Linked DNA regions of Mus musculus: regions 2 and 3 are each linked to region 1. The links are chromatin contacts, called in public Micro-C and promoter capture Hi-C maps. All regions are on one chromosome and are shown on one strand. The core of a region is the stretch at or near the end of the contact, and the rest is flanking DNA. Distances in the headings are between cores, read along the strand shown. Region 1 holds the start of Nkx2-5 (NK2 homeobox 5). Region 2 holds the start of A930017K11Rik (RIKEN cDNA A930017K11 gene). Region 3 holds the start of Nme4 (NME/NM23 nucleoside diphosphate kinase 4).

Evidence for each region. A called contact is a pair of places that touch in the nucleus more often than the background predicts. Capture Hi-C pulls out chosen DNA fragments and counts their contacts.
Region 2: a Micro-C map of embryonic stem cells shows a contact between it and region 1, with 2.3 times the contacts expected there. The contact joins the promoter of A930017K11Rik here to the promoter of Nkx2-5 in region 1. A contact is called at or near these places in 1 of 484 Hi-C or Micro-C datasets (embryonic stem cells) and 1 of 115 datasets of contacts at active chromatin or transcription factors (embryonic stem cells).
Region 3: a promoter capture Hi-C map of liver shows a contact between it and region 1, with 2.5 times the contacts expected there. The contact joins the promoter of Nme4 here to the promoter of Nkx2-5 in region 1. A contact is called at or near these places in 4 of 39 promoter capture datasets (cranial neural crest, liver, pre-B cells and 1 more) and 2 of 9 other capture datasets (adipose tissue and liver).

The regions. Positions count from the first base shown.
Region 1 is chr17:26,840,120-26,843,078 of GRCm38.p6, reverse strand. Nkx2-5 (NK2 homeobox 5) reads left to right here and starts at 1,514. Exons shown (of 2, transcript NM_008700.2): 1 at 1,514-2,054. The coding sequence starts at 1,724.
Region 2 is chr17:25,951,129-25,954,087 of GRCm38.p6, reverse strand. A930017K11Rik (RIKEN cDNA A930017K11 gene) reads left to right here and starts at 1,523. Exons shown (of 3, transcript NM_001358019.1): 1 at 1,523-2,097. D630044L22Rik (RIKEN cDNA gene D630044L22 gene) reads right to left here and starts at 2,616. Exons shown (of 7, transcript NR_152187.1): 1 at 1,330-2,616.
Region 3 is chr17:26,093,975-26,096,933 of GRCm38.p6, reverse strand. Nme4 (NME/NM23 nucleoside diphosphate kinase 4) reads left to right here and starts at 1,464. Exons shown (of 5, transcript NM_019731.1): 1 at 1,464-1,569; 2 at 2,664-2,797. The coding sequence starts at 1,482.

The DNA of each region.
Region 1 (2,959 bases), core at 265-2,764:
TGGGCTTCACAGTCTGCCTGGAGCTGGGTCTCCTTCTCCCTTAGTTGAAGACAACCCAAGGCCTTGGGAGTTTGGGTTTGAGGAAAAGCAGGAAGGAACACAAATCAGGCCTTTGCTGGCTTCACTATGGCCCAGATGGTTGCCAGCGCCCAATGGCCCACACTGCCCTGCCAGGAGGGACAGTTCACACTCTGCACTCACAAAAGTTTTGATCTCTGGACTTTGGGTTCATGACTTAAGAGTGACTTGTTTAGCTAACCTTTGACCCTACACTCACACTCCGTTTCTATTCCAAAAGCCTCTCCTCTGGTGGCCAACTCGTCCTTCATATCTGTGTGCCTTCTGACTCACAGATCTGTTCACTCTGGGAATCCTTATATCCGAAAACAGGTGATGGACCCTCACCACATGAATTTTCAAGGGCACATCCCCTTTGCAAATCGGTGTGGTGAGCCCAAGCTCTCCCAGAGGTTAGCCTTACCATATACCTTCGGTGGGGGAGGTTTTGCCTGGAATCGATGTGCCTTCTCTTTTTGAGATTACAGCAGGAAAAAGTCCCACTCTGTTGGGTCTGGGAGGGCCCAAGTGTTCCTTAGATCCAGACAGTTGTCTTAGTACAGAACCTGGGTTCCTTAAACCCTGACAGTTTTCAGACAGAAGCAGCACTGGACTGAAAATGTCCCTCCACCTGCCTGATCTGTCCTCTGCCCCGTGGAGTAGAAGCCCAGGAAGGCCCTGGAGGATCGGGCTAGAAAGGGTCTGGGACTTTTGTGGTGGCCTAGGAGGGTGAAAAATGAAGCAGCTTGGGCTTCAGGAGAATCCAGGCAGACAACCCAGAAGGCAGCTCTCCTCCAGGAAGAGTCAATTCCCCAACAATGCTTCCTTCTCTCTGGAGAGGTGCCTGGCCCCACCGCTTAGTCTGAAGCAGGTGGCCACTCCCACCCCACAATTAGCCACTTCACCTTTCCATTCAGCTCAGAACCCCTTGGGGCCCCTCTGGGTTCCTGGGTTGAATTTGGTCCTGTAGGTCAAATTAACTACCGCTCCCCAATCCAATTCTTAAACTCATGTGTTAAACTCAGTGTTCGTCCCAGAACAACTGTCTTCTCTGTGATTCTCTTTCTATGCAGGCTACTCTTAGGCAGACTTCAGTAAACAATATTGTAGTCATAGTCTTGATCCCTGAAAATAACCCCCCTCTTCTGGCTTTCAATCCATCCTCACCAGCCCATTTAGTGATACAGGACACAGTGCAAAGAATATTTATTCAAATCCTCGACCCACCCCCAACCCTGCGTTTAGACTCAGCATAACAGAATCAGGTATTTTCTTTGAGTGTGTCTGGCTGGGATTTTCAGGCTAACGAGGAGCAATCTCCTTGCAGGAGTGGGAGACTATCCCAAATGTGTCGCGGCCCCTTTAAAAAAAGCTGAGCAGGATTTTTTTTTCCCATCCCTATGTCTATATTAGGTGACGCAGAACTGCCCGTCGCTCCTGTCATCCAGGCCCCTGGCCCAATGGCAGGCTGAATCCCCCCTACTCCAGCCTGCTCCCGCCTCTTCTGCCCCTGGTGCTCCGCGCTACCTGCTGCCGCGCGCCACATCCAGGGCAGAGAGGCGGGTGCGCGGGCGGGCGGCGGGCACCATGCGGGGAGGCTGTCCCCAGGGGTGGGCAGCACCACTCTCTGCTACCCACCTGGCGCTGTGAAACCTGCGTCGCCACCATGTTCCCCAGCCCTGCGCTCACACCCACGCCTTTCTCAGTCAAAGACATCCTGAACCTGGAGCAGCAGCAGCGTAGCCTGGCGTCTGGGGACCTGTCTGCGCGCCTCGAGGCCACCCTGGCCCCTGCCTCCTGCATGCTGGCCGCCTTCAAGCCCGAGGCCTACTCTGGCCCCGAGGCGGCAGCGTCCGGCCTGGCAGAGCTGCGCGCGGAGATGGGCCCCGCGCCTTCGCCCCCCAAGTGCTCTCCTGCTTTCCCAGCCGCCCCCACATTTTACCCGGGAGCCTACGGTGACCCTGACCCAGCCAAAGACCCTCGGGCGGATAAAAAAGGTAAGGAGAACCTCAAGCTCTTCCCTTCTGGAATCGCTTTCATGTCCAAAACCCTGAGCCAAGAAACCCAGGCCTGACAGTAGCTCAGTCCGGGGTGAAGGCTGGGCGCGGGGAGTTTGGAGTATAAGATTCCAGGCTGTCCCGCAGTCAGTCCGAAGTTTAGAGGGAACGCCGAATTTAGAGGGTCAGGAAAAAAGAAGGGAGAGAGAGAGAGGGAGAGAGTGAGAGAGTGAGAGTGAGAGAGAGAGAGAGAGAGAGAGAGAAGATTAAAATGTTGTTTTCGGCCTACAAAACCCCAGTAGGTTAGGGCCTTGTTCTTGGATCTGTTACAAAGTTAAGCTATCTAACAATCCGCGTTAGAACAAATCTTCGTACTGGAGAGTTAAAATCTCTTCCAGATTTGGGGGTACTTTGAGACACTGAGAACTGCTAAACCGAAAGCTTAGCCCCGTGTATCCTGGGCCTTGTGTAGCCCACCCTGCCTTTCTGGGCCTTGCCTCCTTTGTGCCAAAAGAGAGGAGTCTGGGGACCGGGTTGTGATTTTGAGATGCGATGCTGCGGATCCCAGGAGCTGGGGTTGGCTTTGTTTTTCTAGTACAATCTCCAGGCAGGATCAGGCAGAAATTCCTTTCTGGGAACTGTTGGGAAATACGGAACGAATAAAGACACTGAGAAGTGAAGAGCAGGCTTCCGAAGGTGGCCGAATACCAAATATCTCAGAGTAGGGAGAGGGGCTCCTGGCCAGCTCACAGAAGGAGCAGGGAAGTCCCAGGCCCAGATCCTGTGCTGAGTAAAGCCAGAGAGGCCCAATGGTTTCTGCGAGTTAGAGGACGTTCCTAGGTTTTCCCTGGGAGCAGAGAGAAGGTCCAGGAACATTGGAGAAGGACTGGAGGAGGATTAGAACT
Region 2 (2,959 bases), core at 274-2,773, 890 kb after region 1:
TGGTGACTCACAACCATCTGTGATGGCATCTAATGTCCTCTCCTGATGTGTCTAAAGACAGCTACAGACAGCTACAGTGTGTACTCATATGCATAAAATTAATAAATTATTCTTTAAAAAAAAGAATAGAAAAATACCTTGAGGTTGTTTTGGGTTTTTGGTTTTGGCTTTGTTTGATTAGGTCTCTTCCTCTCCTCTCACTCAAATTTCTAAAAAGGCCTATAAAAGGTGGTACTGCGGGGCATGTGGGCCCTCCACTTCCCTCCCACTTTTCCCATTCTGGATATCTATCTGTCTCACTTCTCCGGGCCTCCATAGAGCTGGCCTAGGCAGTGATCATCCCTAGGGCTGTCAACCTCATAAGTGAGATGCCACATGGCAGACCTCTTGGTTTCTTCCACAGGCCACAGGCTCAGTCACCTGAGCTACACCGGGCTTTACTCCCTGGATGCCAGAGCCAGGCCTCCTCTGGACAGTGGTCACATCCTCCAGCCTGCCCCTATTGGCAGACAGCCTATTCCCTAATTCCCAAAAAGAGGATCGCTAGAGTACAGAGGTGTCCTTGAGAAAAGAAAAAGGGCCATGCCTAGTGTCCCTACTCTCCTTGTCTCACAGTGACCTGACTCTGCACTCATTTCTAGTTAGTGCCCATGAGGAGCTGGTCTTCTGGCCCTAGGACTACTGGCACAGTGGCCATTCAAGCTGTCTCCCGGCCCCAGGCCACCTGCATGGTCAGCTGATTAGCTGAGCCAGGCAGGCAGAAAGGAGCATGCTGTACAATTCATACGTAACACCACTTCCAGCTCTGGATGTCCCTCAGTTGGGAGTGGGCTGCCTTTGAGGAAGGTGGCATGGAGACAGAAGGAAACTAGACTGGAGAGGCCCTGCTCCTTAACCGGCAGTAACCTTTGAGCGTTGGCCAACAGCTGAGCCCTGGCCATTATGTCTGCCACACAGACATGGGACCAGAAGTACTGATGCTTGTTGCCCTGAACCCTATGACTGCCCTGTGTACCAACCCAGAATCCCTAGAGAGATTTCACTTCTTCCACAAATCTCAACTGGGGAAATCCTAGGAACCAGTAGTGAGCCTGGACGAGCCTTAGGGTCCCAAGAGTCTTTGGACCTCAGCCTCCACAGGGCAAGCCTGGGGCAACAATCACCCTTCTATGCTTGAAAAACCATGCAGCACACCTCTGGGCTAAGTTATCCTCCCCAGTCACAGGCTGACTCCAGAGAGACGGACAGAGACAGACAGACACACAGAGACAGAGAGAGCAGGAGGGAGGGAGGGAGGGAGCCATGCCCACATGCACCCCTGGAACTCACCAATTACAATTACGCAAATTTCCCTGGGATCTGGCTAGAAGTGTGAGCCCAGATTTTAAGTTTTGACAACCCAGGAGCAGTTCTGGCCATGAAGACATTACAGGGAAGGGAGTTCCAGCATTCACTGTGTGCTCGGCATTCCAAACCCTCCTGGGTCCTTTGTCACCCCATAGCCCTTCCAGGAGAAGCCACCAGTGGGGATGAGGCCCTTCCGATAGTGGGCACTGGCACTGGATCTCCTAAAGCAGGGAGGAACCTCTTAGGACGTGAAGAGTGGGGGCTGGGAATGGCAGGATGTATCCAGGGGTAGGGGTGTCAGTGCATAGTGACCATCAGCGGGTAGAGCAAGGGGTGTGGGAGACGCCTCCTGTTTGGAGTAAAAGAACTACATAGGCTCCCTGGCTTGCCCAGTGGAAGCTGGCAAGGAGATATAGACTCCACCGCCTGAGCTCCGGGCTTTGGCCTCTCCTAGTCCGCTCTGGAGGCTCCCTGTCCTAGGGTTCAGCCCCAAGGCCCTGATTTGGGTGGGCAGGCGGCTGTCAGGGGCCAGAGCCCTGACTGATGCGTGCTGACGCCCCCTCTTGCCGCTGCGGGGACCCGGGAGACTTGGCTGCCTCTACGCACCCCCGCGGCAGCCTGCAGGCGTCGGGGGCGGGGACGGTGCCAGGCGCCCCTCACTCGGCCCCGCACCTGCGCGCCACTCCAATCTCTTGCGGCACTGTGGCGGGTCCGGCCTCGCTCCCTCCAGGAGCAGTCCCAGCGCGTCCGGTGAGTGCGCAGGGCAGTGTGCTAAGAGGTGGGAGTCGTCTGCGGCTGAGAGTGTCCCGCCTCCCGCGCCCAGCCCGGTCGGAGGTCGCTGCGTTTGGAAGCTCGCGCCGTGGCGCACGCGCTTCTCTGCCAACTTTGGTGGGCGCCTGCGAGTCGGCGTCGGGGAACGCGGGAGGAGGCGGCGGCGCCGTGGAGTTGCCGCCGCTTCTAGCTCTGGACCTCGGTTACCCCGCGGTGTTCGCAAGTAGGAAGTTTGACCCTTTGCCTGGCGCACATTTAGCAGACGCCGCAGGCTCGGTTCGGCGGACGCGGTAAGGTGAGCGGGCGGCACTTCCCGCGAAGTTGGGGCTCCGGCTCTGGACGGATGCATAGAAAGGGCTGCTTGTGATCCCAGCACCGTGAGGGCTCGTCAGGGCGGCGCCCGCAGCGGGGAGGCAAAAGAAAGGTGTTGGGGTCCCAGCTATCCTCTTCAGCTCCCGCGCTCATCCCTGTAGGACACTGAGTCTCAAGAGGGTCAACGGATAGGTGGGCTGGCCCTTCCAGCTATTAGTTTTCCAGACCAGGCACGCAGCCAGGGAACCCATGCCAGGTCATTAGTTGGGGTTGGGGCTGGGGCCGGGCAGGATGAGTGTGCCTTTGTGTATGTGGGGGCTAGTGTAGGGATGTGCCCTGTGTTGGACCAGTGCCCAGCATCCTCTGGGTCTTGGAGAGGTCAGCACCTCGGGTGCCTGGTCTGGAGGGAGGCACAGGAGGAGCCCCAACCCCTGGATCCAAGGCCCCAGAAGGACCACCTAGTCCGGGCTGGGAGGTTAGTTTAAGCGGTAGCACCAATCCGCACAGCTGTGTGGCTCCCAGGGCTGGG
Region 3 (2,959 bases), core at 215-2,714, 750 kb after region 1:
CAAAGTCAGCTTGGTTTACATAGCTAGTTCCAGGCCAGCAAGATACACAGTGAGAAGTCGGGCGGTGGTGGCGCATGCCTTTACTCCCAGCACTCGGGAGGCTGAGGCAGGCAGATTTCTGAGTTTGAGGCCAGCCTGGTCTACAGAGTGAGTTCCAGGACAGCCAGGGCTACACAGAGAAACCCTGTCTCGAAAAAAACAACAATAAAAGTTCAAGGGGTAATATATATAATAAAATAAAGTACAACGGGTAAGAGCACTGACTGCTCTTCCAGAGGTCCTGAGTTCAATTCTCAGCAACCACATGGTGGTTCACAACCATTTGTAATGGGATCTGACACCCTCTTCTGGTGTGTCTGAAGACAGCTAGTGTACTCATATACATAAAATAAATAAATCTTAAAAAAAAAAAAGAGTTCCAAGCCAACCTCTGCTACATATGCAATGCAGTGACAGCAGCAAGGATTGATTATACCTTTGTCATAAAGTCAAAGCAATTCCCAGCTCCCAGCTGTGGTACACAGATGGGGTTGGAGAGATGACTGAGTGGTTAAGAGAGCAGTGCTTGGCCTCCCAAAAGATGTGAGTTCGGTTCCTAGCACCCATCCTGGGCAGCTCTCAACTGTTCAATGTAAATCATTTTTCTTTGGGGGTGAGTTGAGAAAGGGTTTCTCAGCAGTGGTGGCACACGCCTTTAATCCCAGCACTTGGGAGGCACAAGCAGGTGGATTTCTTAGTTCAAAGCCAGCCTGGTCTACAGAGTGAGTTCCAGGACAGCCAGGGCTACACAGAGAAAACCCTGTCTGGAAAAACAAAAACAAAAACAAAAACACAGGCGGGGGGTGGGGGGGGGGGGAGGGATTCTCAGAGAGCTTGACTCTACCTTCTTGAGGGCTAAATTCAAGGAGTATGCCACCACCACCCTGCTAGTAAATAAAAAATAACTTTTTTAATCTAGAGAGGTTTAAACAAAATAAAAAATTCCAATAAATAAATAAATTGATAGATAACTTGAAAATCAAGGATGTAATAACAGAACTGACAAATAGTCCAACTGTCAAACTTAGAGAGCCAGTTGGTATTTGCGGCGATGGCCACTCTGCCCCCAAAAGTAGATATAACAATATTTGACTGTACGTTATGAAAACAAGTATATAATCTAAAAACTGAATGAGCAACTGCAAAATTTATACATACGCGCATAGACACGCGCACACACACACATAATTTTTCATTTTTTTTCCCCCTGCAGTACTGGGGTTGGTCGAGCCCAAGGCTCTGAGCATGATAGTCAAGCGCTCCGTCACTGAGCTGCACCCTGATTTTAACAGAGATCAGTGTTTGAAGGCTATCAGCTCCAGAAGACAAGAATGTGATGTGGGGCCCCAGCGGGCCCCTTAGGGTGGAGGCGGGGCGGGGCAATGCGTGGCACCTCCCACTGCCCGCTCTGCGCGGCGTTCAGTGCGGCGCCAGCCCGCAACATGGGCAGCCTTTTCGGGCGCGTCGCGGCGCTGCGGGCGCTGTTGTGCGGGCCACGCTTTCAGTGCCTGCTGGTGCGCCCCAGTTCCGGTGAGTCCTGTGCCCGTGGGGAACTAGGCGGATGGCCGCTGCGCGGCCTTTGTTTGCGCACGTGCGGCAGCCAAAGGCTTGGTCTTGTCCCGGAGGAGTGCAAGTCCAACCCTCAGCAGCCCGGGACAGAGCTTTTAGCAGTAGAAAGCCAAAGCCGAGGCGGGGAGACTACCAGACGCTATGGGGTCACGTTCCCTCCGCGGAGCAGTTGTTGCCCGGGTATTGAAACTTGAGCCAGAGCAGGCCTAAGACACCCCGGTCATTTCCTGGGGTCTTGGCCCTTTCTATCCACTCATGGGGTGCTTTCTGAGAGCCAGATAAAGGGTATTCCTTTCATGAATCTTGGAAATTGAATAGCCTCACCAAGGCACAGACCAGCAGGCATCAGACTCTGGGGCTATCCTGGGTCTCTTGTCCCTTGGGGAACTTGCAAGTTAGGGAGACACCTCCCCCCTTTTATCAGCCTGTTGAGTTTAGTGGGCATTCATTGTGGCCTGGGGATTAGAGCCTGGTCGATCACCTCTTCTCTAACTTGGTGTTTCTCCTAACTTTGCTACCGTTTTGTGAGTCAGTCAGGGGCTAGGACCCTCTCAGAAGTAGCGTTTGTTTTTGGAGGAGACGCACGTGCCGTGGCAGCTATGTTTCTGCCCTGTAGTGTGGGTCATCCTCTGCTCAAGCCTGATCCTTGGTCCCCAGCACTTAGCCCGCCTAGACATCGTGCACTAATATTCCTTGATTTCAATGCCATTTCTCCACACCCAGAGGATAAGCTCCTTGTGGGCAAGCCTGGGCTTCACACACTGTGGTACCTGGAGTCATGTGAGGCTAGACTCAAGTTTTCTTTTCAGGGGAAAGGGAGACTTCATCACCAAGACTCTCTGGCCCCTAAGTTATCTGAGCCTTTTCAGGGAAACCATCTCCACCTTGAGCAGCTTCTGCGACTGCCAGGGCGGCTCCCCTTTGCATTTGTCTGTGTTTGTATTGTGGCAGGAACTTCCCAGTCCTTTGATGTCTGAGCTCTGTCAGGTATCTAGGTGGGAGGGCCCTGAAAATGTGGAGCATCCTCACCCCGACCTGTCTTTTTTTTTTAACAGGAGGCCCCCCCTGGCCCCAAGAGCGGACGCTGGTTGCTGTGAAGCCAGATGGGGTACAGAGGAGACTAGTGGGGACTGTGATACAACGCTTTGAGAGGCGGGGCTTCAAGCTCGTGGGGATGAAGATGCTGCAGGTATCTCCCTTGGGCTGTGGTGTCCCAAAGGCTCCTAGCACTTGCAGTTGCAAGGGTTGGGAGGTATCCATTGTAGGAGCTAGCTTCTGGAGTTGTGTCCAAAAGGTGCCCCAAACTCAGGACACCAATTGGGGGTTTATTCTCCGAGGGTTGGTCTCACAC